2 separate regions of the Sus scrofa genome follow, and region 2 is linked to region 1. The links are chromatin contacts, called in public Hi-C maps. All regions are on one chromosome and are shown on one strand. Each heading gives the region's core, a stretch centred on a gene start, on an enhancer-like site or on the middle of the called end of the contact. The rest is flanking DNA. Distances are from core to core; before and after follow the strand shown.

What was found. Hi-C and Micro-C count contacts between places; a contact is called where the count stands out from the background.
Region 2: a contact with region 1 is called in a Hi-C map of liver, with 6 times the contacts expected there. The contact joins the promoter of CIAO1 here to the promoter of SOWAHC in region 1. A contact is called at or near these places in 3 of 47 Hi-C or Micro-C datasets (heart right ventricle, liver and skeletal muscle).

What each region holds. Positions count from the first base shown.
Region 1 is chr3:46,545,956-46,551,977 of Sscrofa11.1, forward strand. SOWAHC (ankyrin repeat domain-containing protein SOWAHC) reads left to right here and starts at 1,271. Exons shown (of 2, transcript XM_021088390.1): 1 at 1,271-1,348; 2 at 1,489-6,022. The coding sequence starts at 1,271. The coding sequence ends at 2,823. It overlaps SEPT10 (septin-10), which reads right to left and starts at 722. Exons shown (of 11, transcript XM_021087089.1): 1 at 603-722. The coding sequence starts at 629.
Region 2 is chr3:46,963,896-46,969,588 of Sscrofa11.1, forward strand. It overlaps CIAO1 (probable cytosolic iron-sulfur protein assembly protein CIAO1), which reads right to left and starts at 3,108. Exons shown (of 6, transcript XM_013995867.2): 1 at 2,525-3,108; 2 at 1,585-1,733; 3 at 1,175-1,459; 4 at 722-923; 5 at 1-48. The coding sequence starts at 2,663. TMEM127 (transmembrane protein 127) reads left to right here and starts at 2,963. Exons shown (of 11, transcript XM_021087100.1): 1 at 2,963-3,113; 2 at 3,537-3,854. The coding sequence starts at 3,611.

The DNA of each region.
Region 1 (6,022 bases), core at 21-2,520:
CTTTTCTTTACACAGAATACAACCATGAGAGTTACAGCATCATAAGTTAAAATAAAACTTTCAAAATACACAGCCCTCAGAGTGGTGCGGTCCTTCCACAGCGCGTGGCATCTGGAAAACTCCATGCAATGAACGTAACTGGCTTACTCTGAAGCGGCATCGCCAGGCACTACTCTGGCACTGCCATGCCAGCCCCGGGCTAACTCTGAAATGAGGTCAGTGTACAAAGGAACGTAAAAGGTAGAGGACGCCGAACAAATTAGTCACACGTGCTCTCTTAACGCACAAGGGCGCCAGGCGGGAAAAAAAGGCTCCAATCCCAAGGAGGTCCACACCCGCTCTAACTGGGGCCAGGGAGGCCGAGCCCAGCGCGCAGGGTCAGGGGTCCACCCTGCTCTCGTCCGTCCGGGACCGTTACAGAAACCGTCCTCCTTGCAGACTCAACTTCGGGGACGACGGGAAGCCCCGCAAAGCCCCGGCCGCCGAGAGCCGGGAGGGGCCGGGGGGAGGGAGCGGTTCTGCCCCGCCGAGGCAGCCAGACCGCGGGCCAAGACAAGAGGGCGGGGGTCCAGGGGTGGGTGGGGTAGGCTTGGCGGACTCACCAGGTGCCGCGCCACCTCGGAGGCCATGGTCCGGGCGGGGCTGGGCGGGCGGAGGGCCAGGGAGGCGCGGCGGCAGCTCCCGGCGGAGCTAGGCGGCCGGCGGCAGAGGGACGCTAGGGGCGGGGCGGGAGGGGCCGGGAGGGGCGGGGTCCAGCGGCCCCAGTGACGCGAGGAGCTGACCGGATGGCGCGGGGGTGGGGCGAGGGGCGGGGCCCGGGAGGGGCGGGGAGGGGATGGCCGAAGCGGGTCTAGTGGCCTCAGGGACTCCGAGGGGCAAGGCCGGATGGCGCGGGGGGCGGGGCGAGGAGCGGGGCCCGGGAGGGAGAGGCGGGGCGGGGATGGCCGCAGACTGGTCCAGCGGCCTCAGTGATGCGGGGGGGCCGGGCGGAATGGCGCAGGGGACCGGGGAAAGGGGCGGAGCCCGGGATGGAGGGAGGAGAGGGGTCCAGTAGCTTCAGTGACGCGAGGGGCTGGGCGGGGTCCAGGAGGTGAGGGGAGGGGATCCGAGGGGAGAGGTCCAGTGGCCTCAGTGGGCTGGGGGCCGCGGCAGGCCACGCGCACGCGAAGTGGGCCTGTTACAGAAGAGCCCGGACATTTTAGAAGTTGACCAGTCAGTGCAGAGGAGGGGATGGAGCACACTCAGGACCTGAGGAAAAAGACCCGCAAAAATGCCGCCACGGTTCCTCATCGCCGAGGCAGGGCTTGAGCACAGATTGCGGCCCGCGCGGGGACCGGAAGTGGGCGGGGTCAGGGCGTGTTCCCTGGAAGGAACGGTCACTAAAACCCGCTCGGGAACCGGAAGCGGGTGGGCCGTGGCATGTGGGACTAGAGCACAGATCCCGGCCTCTTGGGGACGGACCGGGGCGGGGCCCGTCGGACTTGAGAGGCGGCCCGCGGGGACGGCCGGAAGTGGGCGGGGCCGGCAGGCGGAGGCGTGCCCGCGGGCGCGGCTTGGGGGCGGTGGCAGCTAGTCCGCCGCTGCGGGGCGCGCGAGGATTCTCAGGAGCAGCGGGCCGAGTTGGTGGTTAGCAAGCCAGGTACTCGGGCGGGGATGGAGAGCCCGGCGGAGTGCGGACCCCCGGCCCCGCCAGCCGAGCTGGAGCAACCCGTCGGAGGCGCCCTGGGCGGGACTCCCGAATTGCGCGCGGGCGCCCGCGGCCGTCTCAGGGAGCCGGGGTACGTGGATACCGACCCCTCAGACCCGGCGGACGGCATCCCGAGCGCGCCCCTCGGGAGGCGGCCCCGCGGGGGCCCCGCGGAGGAAGGCGGGAGGCCCGAGGCGCCGAGTGATGCGCCCCTTGGGCCGCGGCCGGGCCGCCCGGCGCCCCGGGACCCGGCGGCGGGAGGCTCACCGCAGCTGCGGCGCGGCCCGGGGGGCGCGGACGGCGGGACCGAGGAGGAGAGCGCGGGCGCGCTGACGCTGGACCCTCTGGAGCACGCGTGGATGCTGTCGGCCGCCGACGGTCGTTGGGACAGCCTGGAGGGGCTGCTGGCCTGTGAGCCCGGCCTGCTGGCCAAGCGCGACTTCATCACCGGCTTTACCTGCCTGCACTGGGCGGCCAAGCACGGCCGGCAGGAGCTGCTGGCCCTGCTAGTGCGCTTCGCGGGCCAGCACCGGCTGCCGGTGAACATCAACGCGCGCACGAGCTGTGGCTACACCGCACTGCACTTGGCGGCCATGCACGGGCACGTGGAGGTGGTGAAGCTGCTGGTCGGGGCCTACGACGCGGACGTAGACGTGCGCGACTACAGCGGCAGGAAGGCCTCGCAGTACCTGAGCCCGAGTACCGCCGAGGAGATCCGGACCCTGGTGGGCGCCCTGGACGAGGACGATGGCGAGAGCAACGTGGGCAGCGGGGGAGGGCGCTGGAGGCTCTCGAAGGTGCTGCCATCGCACCTCATCTCCGGCAGGCACTCCCACGCCCTGGAGGACAGCGGGGACCATCACCACCACCACCACCACCACCACCACCACCTGGCTGAGGGACCGGCTGCGGGCAAAGCAAAGGAGCCAAGTCGCAAAGCCTCAGGCAGCACTAGTGGGCGGATGAAGCCCAGACTTAACAAAATCCGTTTCCGAACCCAGATCATCCACACCACACCCTCTTTCAGAGACCCGGAGCAGCCCCTGGAGGAAGGGGAAGACATAGAGGAGGACCGGTCTCTCAAAGGCCACTCATCCTCATTCAAATTGAGACCCAAGTCCAATGTATTTGGGTAAAAAGAATTTCTTTTAGAAAATTTTAAGGCGTGTTTGTCGTCAGGAATAGGATACCGGGTATAGACAAGGAATTGAGATCAGAAAAGTCTTAGGCTTAACGCTGCATTCTTACTTGGGTTAGAAAAGATGGGCAGGAATTTTCCTTAGCAGTGGGACTGCGGTGGATTTCCAAGTGATTCCTCAAACCTTGACACCAGCGTCTTCTCCCATACCACCCCTCTCTCCTGGAGTCCCTGTTTCTGAGGACTAGAAATGCATCTAAGTCAAGGGCACAGAATGGATTGAGGGTTCCTTTGATTTAAACATTGCTGGATACCTTGCAAAGTAAGGAGTATTGCGCTTCTCTGTAACTGTTTTTTAAAATGGTTACTTTTCCAAGAGCAACAAGAAATGCAAATTGTAATGAAACTGATAGTATTTGTGTGTACAAAACTACATACTGCCCTGTGTTTTTACTAATTGCGTTTGTCTTTGAGATACTACTGAAGGTCAGGTACGAGTTGAAATGCACAAATACTAATTAGAGAATAATGTGAATACAGTTAGGAATCCTGTTGGTACGCTGCTTGTGTTGTAAATAGCGCTCCATTCTTTTTCAAAAGCAAGTTCAGCTTTAATCACTGAACTAAAGAAACAGTCAACATTTTTTTTGAGTTAATCTGTTGTGCGGTTTCCTCTTAACTCTAATACCACTGCACTCAGTATTAAGGTACATTATTAATAACTACACACGTTTTTATTTAAAGAAAACACTTTTAACAACCTATGGTACTTTTAAGTAAATATTGCCTCTGGTTCTAATTCTCACTAACTTGTTTTGCTCTTCTAAAAGTCTAAATTTTTCGTCTGAGTTTTTATTCTGGGGATCATATAACCCCAGTCTCTACTTGACCCTATTTGAAGGTGCTTAGTGTTGAATTGCCTACAGAAACCGTTTCTAATTTAGATGGCTAGCAAAAATTGGCATAAATGTTAGTCTATGCTTCTATGAAGTAATTATCCAGTCAACTAAATGATTCTCATGTAAGGTACACCTTTTATTTTACTAATAAAATGCGTTCATGGTTTCTATACTTTGTAGAAGTGTTTTGCAAATGTTTAAAATAATGAATCCTTGGAGTTCCTGCCGTGGCATGGCACAGTGTGTTATGAATCCAACTGCAGTAGCTCTGGTCCCTGCAGAGGTACAGGTTCCATCCCCTGCCTGGCGCAGTGGGTTAAAGGATCCTGAATTGTGGCAGCTGCGGCTCAATTCAATCCCTGGCCCGGGAACTTAACTTGTGCTACAGGTCTGGCCATAAAAAAGAAAAAGAAAAGAAAATACTGACTCCTTTCAGTTTTCCAGCATCTCCTTGAATCTATTCAAGACATAGAGTGAAGTCATTGAAAAGCTGGATAGTAAATCTATCCAGTTCATAGCACTTTATAAAAAAAAAGAGGTGAGTCTATTTCTATATTTAAATGCTACTGGCTATTGAATCCCTTCATATATAAATGAAAAAATATCGGTCATTAAAATTAAAGACTTGTTTAAGTGTGTTTCCTAATTATATTTCACTCAAATATGTTAGGGTAAATATCTTTAGAGTTATTAAAGATATTAATTTTAACTCACAAGCACATTAAATTTGCTTGTCACAAGATTCAAAACAACTTGTGGGACACCGGTTCCAAAAGTCCTTATCCCTTCGTATTTTTGGCTTCATAGTTGCAGAAACAGACATCCTGTAGCCTAAAGAGACCATGGAGTGATGTAACAGTTGTGAAGAATGAATGAACCAGAATGAATGAACCAGTACATGAATTGCACAGAGCTGCAGTGTTTAGAGAATTCTTAAATCTTTAATTCACCAAGTCAGAGAAATTTGTAACACATTTGTCACACCTCTAGAGAACATTTAACTATGTTTAAAGACTGATGAAAAGCAGTCAGGTAAAACAGATAAACTATTGCCCATTTTTGTGTCCTTTTGTTTTAGGATTGTGGAAGTGGGCTCTGTACGTTTGAGAAGCACTTTTTTTTAATCCACACATGTGGGTGAAAACAATCTAATTTTGTATAAATTAAAAATCAATTCCTTGGAGGTGAAAAGTAATCATTTGTTCTAAATCATATACATGTTATCTGCATCTAGTGCAGAATATAACTTCTCACTGAGGAGTCTTACATTTCGTGGACTTAACGAAGCTGAAGTGAACCATGAAAACCCTTCAGAACCACCAGCATTAGTCTCCTAAATGTGTGTACTAGTAACTAATTGCACAAAATCTATAATGTGGTCAATCTTTAAAGACTGAGTCAGTATTTCACTTGCTTTTCACACTAAAGATTTTAACTTTTCTGATAAAATATACTTTAAAACTTCAAAAATCACTCCTGATGGAGAACTACTAGCATTTCTTGTCACAATGTGCTTGTGTACATTCGATAAGTTTGGCTTTTTCTGCTACTTAACCCTCCATTCCTCTTATTTTTCAGTTTCCAAATTGAGATTATAAAAAGCAAATATTGTGTGTAACTTGACATTTGTGGAGCTGTGCCTACGATGAATGGAAATAATACACATCAGTTACTCAGATGCCTGTTGATGTGACACCGTGGTTTTCTCACAGGTGCCCTGGAAACTAAGGAATTTGTCAGCACTTTCTTAACTTTTATGGTGTATAAAGTACAGCTAGCTTATAAAACTTGAAACTCTGGTACTATTTTATTCATGCCTGAAATCTTGGAGTCCAGGATGCCTTCTCTCTTATTTTTCAAACAAGTGAAACTTTGGGATTTTAGAATGTAAAATTTGTCAAGTTTGTTTTGTCAAAATAAAAGGTCACACTAGATTTTTCCTGTGAATTGCCTCAATCTCTATAGTCCTTTATATTTTAACCTGGAAGGGGTTTTACATTTCACACAGTGCTTTTTGAAGTGTCCATCTATTTTGATCCCTTTCTATCCCTTAACACCCCTTGGCTGGATAGCCCCAATTTACAGATAGGAAATGAAGGTTAATGCAGTTCAAGGTCACACAAATGGCAGTAAGATCTCAAGATTCAGTGCTTTTCCACAACATTGTCTTTTCTGCACTTTGAATTGCCAAATTCTGGCAAAGCTACTGTAGTGGTGCATCCGAGGTGGAGGAACTAGCTTTGGGGAGGTTCCTCTCCCACTACATTAAAAAAAAAAAAAAAGCTCTGTTTGCATGCA
Region 2 (5,693 bases), core at 1,858-4,357, 420 kb after region 1:
AAGTGCAGATACATTTCCAGCTGGGGTCAGAGCCGTTGCACGCCACCCCTGCACGACAGACTTCTCTTGAGCCTCAGCCTTGTTTGAGTCCTAGGCACCCCAGGGGAATACCTGCTCCACCCCCATCCTGCAGAGGAGATCCTAATTCCCATGCCCACCTCAGTCATGAGATCTCATCCTTTTTTTTTCTTTTTTTTGGCCATGGCAGTGGCATGCAGAAGTTTCCTGGGCCAGGGATTGAACCTGTGCCACAGCAGTGACCCAAGCCACAGCAGTGACAATGCGAATCCTTAATCTGCTGAGCCATCAGGGAATTCCCGTGAGGCCTCATTTTCATTCCTATCTCCATCCTCAAGGATCTGCCTTACACACTGCACCCAGATTGGTATTTTTACAGCAGAATTCTGAGAAGGAAATGTTCTGTTCCTTAAAAAACCTGTTGCAGCAGACTAGGTCTGATGAGTCAGTCTGCCTTTTAAGGCCACCCACCAAACAGCCCAACCCACCTCATTTCTCTCCAAACCCTTTATACCCTATGCACCACTGACACCACACAAGTCACTGCTCCTGGCATTGCCAAGTCTAGGCTGTCTTCACCTTCAATGCTTTTGTTTGTGCTGTTTTATTTGCACCTAGAATTTTCTTCTTGCATTAAAATCCTACACACTCTTTCAAACCTCACAAGAGACAAATCTTCTTAGCCCTCAGATTGGCTCCTCACCTTGCTCATTGCCTGGCAGATACTGGCGCCAGATGCGCACGGTACGGTCATCGCTGCAAGATGCCAGGCGCTGGCCGCTGGGGTCAAAGGCCAAGCTCCACACAGTGGATTCATGACCTTCAAGGGTGGCACAGCATACCCAGTCATCCTCTTCCTCCCGGTAGAGCTTCACTGTGTCGTCATAGCTGGCAGAGGCTAACAGCTGTGGAGAAGGCCAGGGAAAACACAGGACGTGTCTGGAGGGCCCAGGAAGTACCTGTGCTTCCAGCACTTCTCCCTCCTAGGACAGGACAGGGAACTCCCAGCGATCTACTTTTATAAAGGGACTGATTGACGTCTTTGGGGCACAGATAGAGATCTCTGCAAGAATCAGGCTAAGGCTGGAGAGTGGAAGAAGGTTGGGCACAACCCTCCACATCAGAATTCCTTCCCACCAGGGTACCTGACTCTTACCTCCTGGCTTGGGTGCCAAAGCACATGCTTGACATCCTGTGTATGGGAGTTGAGGACACTGACACATTCATACTCATCTTCTTCATCGACTGCGGCAGAAAAAAGAAGGGAGCTTATAAGGGACACGGGTGGGATCTGATGGCTGGTTCTCAACTGTGCCTGGAGGGACTCACCTTCCCAGACCCACACACTCTTATCTCGGCTGCAGGTAGCAAGGAGGTTGCCAGATGGGGCCCAGGCTACTGACTTGACCTCATTTTCATGGCCTTCTAGAGTGGTTACACACTGTGAAAAGGGAAGAGGGACAGGAATCAACGTCATCTAAGACTCCTGCAGTCCTCCTGGGTACAGCCTTACCCACTCAGGTCAGTTCAGGTTCCAACAATCCTGGCCCCATCCAACCCAGTTACCTCAAAGTCATCCTTGTTTTTCTTCCAAATGCAAGTGGTGGCATCAAAGCTGGCAGAAGCCAGGTAATTTCCACAGGGAGACCAGGCCACCTTCCGTACGGTGCGCTGGTGGCCTTCACAGAGGACAGATTTGCAGATCCAGCTGTCGCCTAAAAGCAGAGAGCAGACCAGGCTCTGGAGCTGGGTGCACAAGAAGATACTGAAGTACTAACGATGCCACTGGGTAATGGGGACCAGTATTGGAGCCCAGCTGAGAGGGCAAAGTTCAGTGGGTGTATTTAACAACATGCTTTCAGAAAGCTGTAACTGAATCCACTTCCTTAGGAGGCATCTTTCTAAAACAAATGAGGAGTTGCCCTCCTGATTTAAAACTGTCAGTGGTGGAGTTCCTGTTGGGGCTCAGGGTTAAGAACACGACTAGTATCCATGAGGATGCGAGTTGGATCCCTGGCCTTATTCAGTGGGTTAAGGATCCGCTGTTGCAGTGTAGGCTGCAGATGCAGTTCAGATCAGTGTTGCTGTGGCTGTGGCGTAGGCTGGCAGCAGCAGCTCCGATTTGATCCCTAGCCTGGAAACTTACATAGGCCTCGGATGCGGCCCTAAACAGTCAATGGCTCTCAAATACCGTTGGGACAAAATGTAAACTTCATCGTCTGTCGCAAAATACTCTGCAGGCTACTTTCCTACCACCTTCTCTCATTTTCCTGCCTCAGAAACTGTCATAATTCCCTATTTCGGCCATCTACTGACATCTTTGCTTCTAGCCAGAAAAACCAGAGAGTGGCTAATGTCCAACTCGAAAGTGGCTCCTCCATCTTCTCCCTCGGCCAGTGACCCCGCCTTTCTGAATCTGCTGCCCCGCAGGCTGCGCACTCCCAGAGCATGGTACCCACACCAAGCACACGTAGATCCCTCGGCGGCAAGCCGGGACCGGCCTTACCCTCTCTGCCCCAGATGCGGACGCTACGATCGCCACCGCACGAGGCCAGCAGAGTTCCCGCGGGGTTCCAGGCCAGGAACCAGCAGCGGGAGTCCGGGTGCGCCGGGATACGGCCAAGCAGCACCAGCGAGTCCTTCATGGCGGCCTGGCGCAGAAAGTGGTGAGCAGAGACAGCACTGCCGACTGCGGCTCCCACCACGCAAACCTGCTTCCGCCCAAGGGCCGCGGGTTCTCTTAGGAACTAAAGGGTCCGCTGCTGCGGCCGCGCTGCCCTCTGGGAGTTGTAGTCGGTCCTTAGCCACCCCTCTCCAGTCCCCACAGCGGAAAACATCGCGGTATCGGCTAGAACTACCAGTCCCGTGAGGCCTTGCGCAGGGGACCGGCGGCGCGCCCGGGCTGTGTCTGGCGCGGGGGACGGGGCGGGGAGCCGGAGGAGGCGGGGGCAGAGGTGTAGAAGCCGGAAGTGGATCGGGCCCGGGTCTGTCCGGGCGTTGCGGGTTTGGGGCCTGGGAACGGTCGGCCCCGCAGAGCTGAGGAGCCCTTGACGGGACGGAGCGACGCCATCCAGACACTTAAGGCCTGCTGACTGGTAAGGATTAGGAGTTAGTGAGAGGCGGGTCCTTTCTGGGTATAGGTCGCACCCCAGAGCGCCGTTCCCAGATCCTGGGTCCCCGATCCCTGCGGCCCAGGCTAGTTCTCCGCGCTTCGACTCCCTCTGGCCAAGACCCCTCTGGTCAAGACTCTCTTCCACCAGTAACGGATACCTTCGTCCCAGCCTTCTCCCTACTCCGCTCTGCCGAGATGCAGCGGGCCCCTAGCCCTCTCCCGGTCCTCATCCCGCACCTCCGCAGTCCCACTCCAGGGACCCGGTCCCAGTTCCCTAACCCCCGCAGCTCTCGGGTCTCAGCTCGGCCCTCTGTCCCACCCCTGTCCTCATCAGCATGGACCCTGACAGCTTTGCTCCAGCCTTACCTGCTGCGAACCCAGTGCGTTGCTCTCCTCCCCTGGACAGGCAGGCTCTGTGCGCCCCGCGGAGGTCGGCGGCGACCAGCAGCGACCGCGGAGCTACGGCGGGCGGCCCCGGGCATGTACGCCCCCGGAGGCGCAGGGCTGCCCGGCGGGCGCCGGCGGAGGAGCCCGGGAGGCAGCGCTTTGCCCAAGCAGCCGGAGCGTAGCCTGGCCTCAGCCCTACCGGGTGCCCTGTCCATCACCGCGCTGTGTACTGCCCTCGCCGAGCCTGCCTGGTTGCACATCCACGGTGGCACCTGTTCCCGCCAGGAGCTGGGGGTCTCCGACGTGCTGGGCTACGTGCACCCGGACCTGCTGAAAGGTGAGGGCGCTGCGCGCCGGCCCTCTTCTTTCTGGGCAATAGGGCCTCCTCTTCCGAGAGCGAATGTGGTGCGGGCTGGAGCTGAGATAGCCTGGAGCAGGCACTTGGTTGAAGGAAACAGCCCGATTCCTGCCCACCAGGTGGCTCTGTTTGGGGTCCGGCCGCTCATTAATTCTGATGTTATTCAGCCAGGCTCCCACTCCTCAACGCCATGCTAATCTGAACTGCTATTTTAGGATTCTGCCGGAGGAAGGGCGCTGTGTATCGGAAAGAAGATAAGGGTTCTTGCTAGGCATCACAATTAGCTGTTTCCGTCTAAGGAGCCTGTGGGATATAGGAAGGTTTCTTTGGGGCCAACTGATTGATGGAGAAAAAGGAAGTTTTAAATACTGCTAGATTTTTAGAAATATTTTTGAGTTCTATAGTAATTGAATTGTTGTTAGAGGAAAAAGGGAGTCTATGGTATTTTCAATAAGCAGAAGTCAGTTCCATTGCCACCCTCAGTAAAACAGTTGGAATTTGGCTCTTGGAAGCCTTGCAAGTGTGCTGGAATGAGGTAAGGTTTGTTGCTTTGTTCATTATCATGCTTCCCAGCCAGAAAGACAGAGGAAAGGGGAAAAGGATCGCTGTCTTTACTGGACACAGGAGGCGGGGAGCTCATCCTGTCCTAGCCCTGTTGCCAGTAATGACCATAAAGCCTGCTGTGTGGTGGGAGAGCTGGATGGCCTTTTCTGGCTTTTACAGGGAAGACCAGTCAGTGGATTCCAAACAGCCCTAGTAACAGCAGAGTTCATTACTCCCGAGGTTTTTTGAGCTTTTCTTGAAGGTCTTTCTGTTTTCTCCCTATGCCACTCCCTGGCTCTAATTCATTCCAGATGCTTACTGCCCTACCTATCAGAAGCCTCTCCTGTTAGATATCTTCACATTGCCTTTTTAAGGATTCAGGTACTGAGATTTGATGAAAAGGTCAAATTCTTCTTCGTGCCTTGGATCATATACCACTTCTGTAGGTTGTGGCTGAAAAGCCCTATCCTTGTGACATATAATGTTGTCTTTCTCTGAGAATTCGCTTGCTGTTTTGCATTTCTCTTGAATTTCTGAGGCTTTAGGATGGTTTTGCAGAGAACAGGATGGGGGCTTCTGATTCGTTTCCAGATTTCACTGTGATGATAGTTTTCACTGTGTTGGCTCATTGAGACCAAAGTTATCCACATGGCAGAAGCCTTGTGACATGCAGCTTTTTCTATGGCATATAGTTGATGGCAGAAAGCCCATCAAACTTGAGTCTGGATGGTTTTCCCATAGTGTGTCCCCCTGCACGTGCCTTCTTTGAGGTATGGCTGCCACCTTTCCACCACTTCATCCAGACCTTGGCAGTTGATCCCCTGGTGGTCAGTGTTTCAAACCGGGAGAGAGGGAGTTCCCATAGTGGCTCAGTGGTAACAAACCGGACTAGTATCCATGAGGGTGTATGTTCGATCCCTGTCCTTCCTTAGTGGGTTGGGGATCCAGCTTTGCTGTGAGCTTCGGTGTAGGTTGCAGACACAGCTCAGATCTGGTGTGGCTGTGGCTGTGGCTTAGGTGGTCAGCTATAGCTCTGATTTGACCCCCTAGCCTGGGAACCTCCATATGCCATGGGATTGGCCCTAAAAAGACAAATGAATTTAAAAAAAAAAAAAACAAAAAAAAAAAACTGTAAAGGGTTCATGATGCTTCTCCTGGGGGGCCTCATAAAATTCATGTGATGGAAGGAGGGGCAATCTGATCCCTTGCCCTCATTTCAGAGATCCAGGAAACTGTGTCTTAGAGAAGCAAAGTGTTCAGATCTCCAGGGCCACA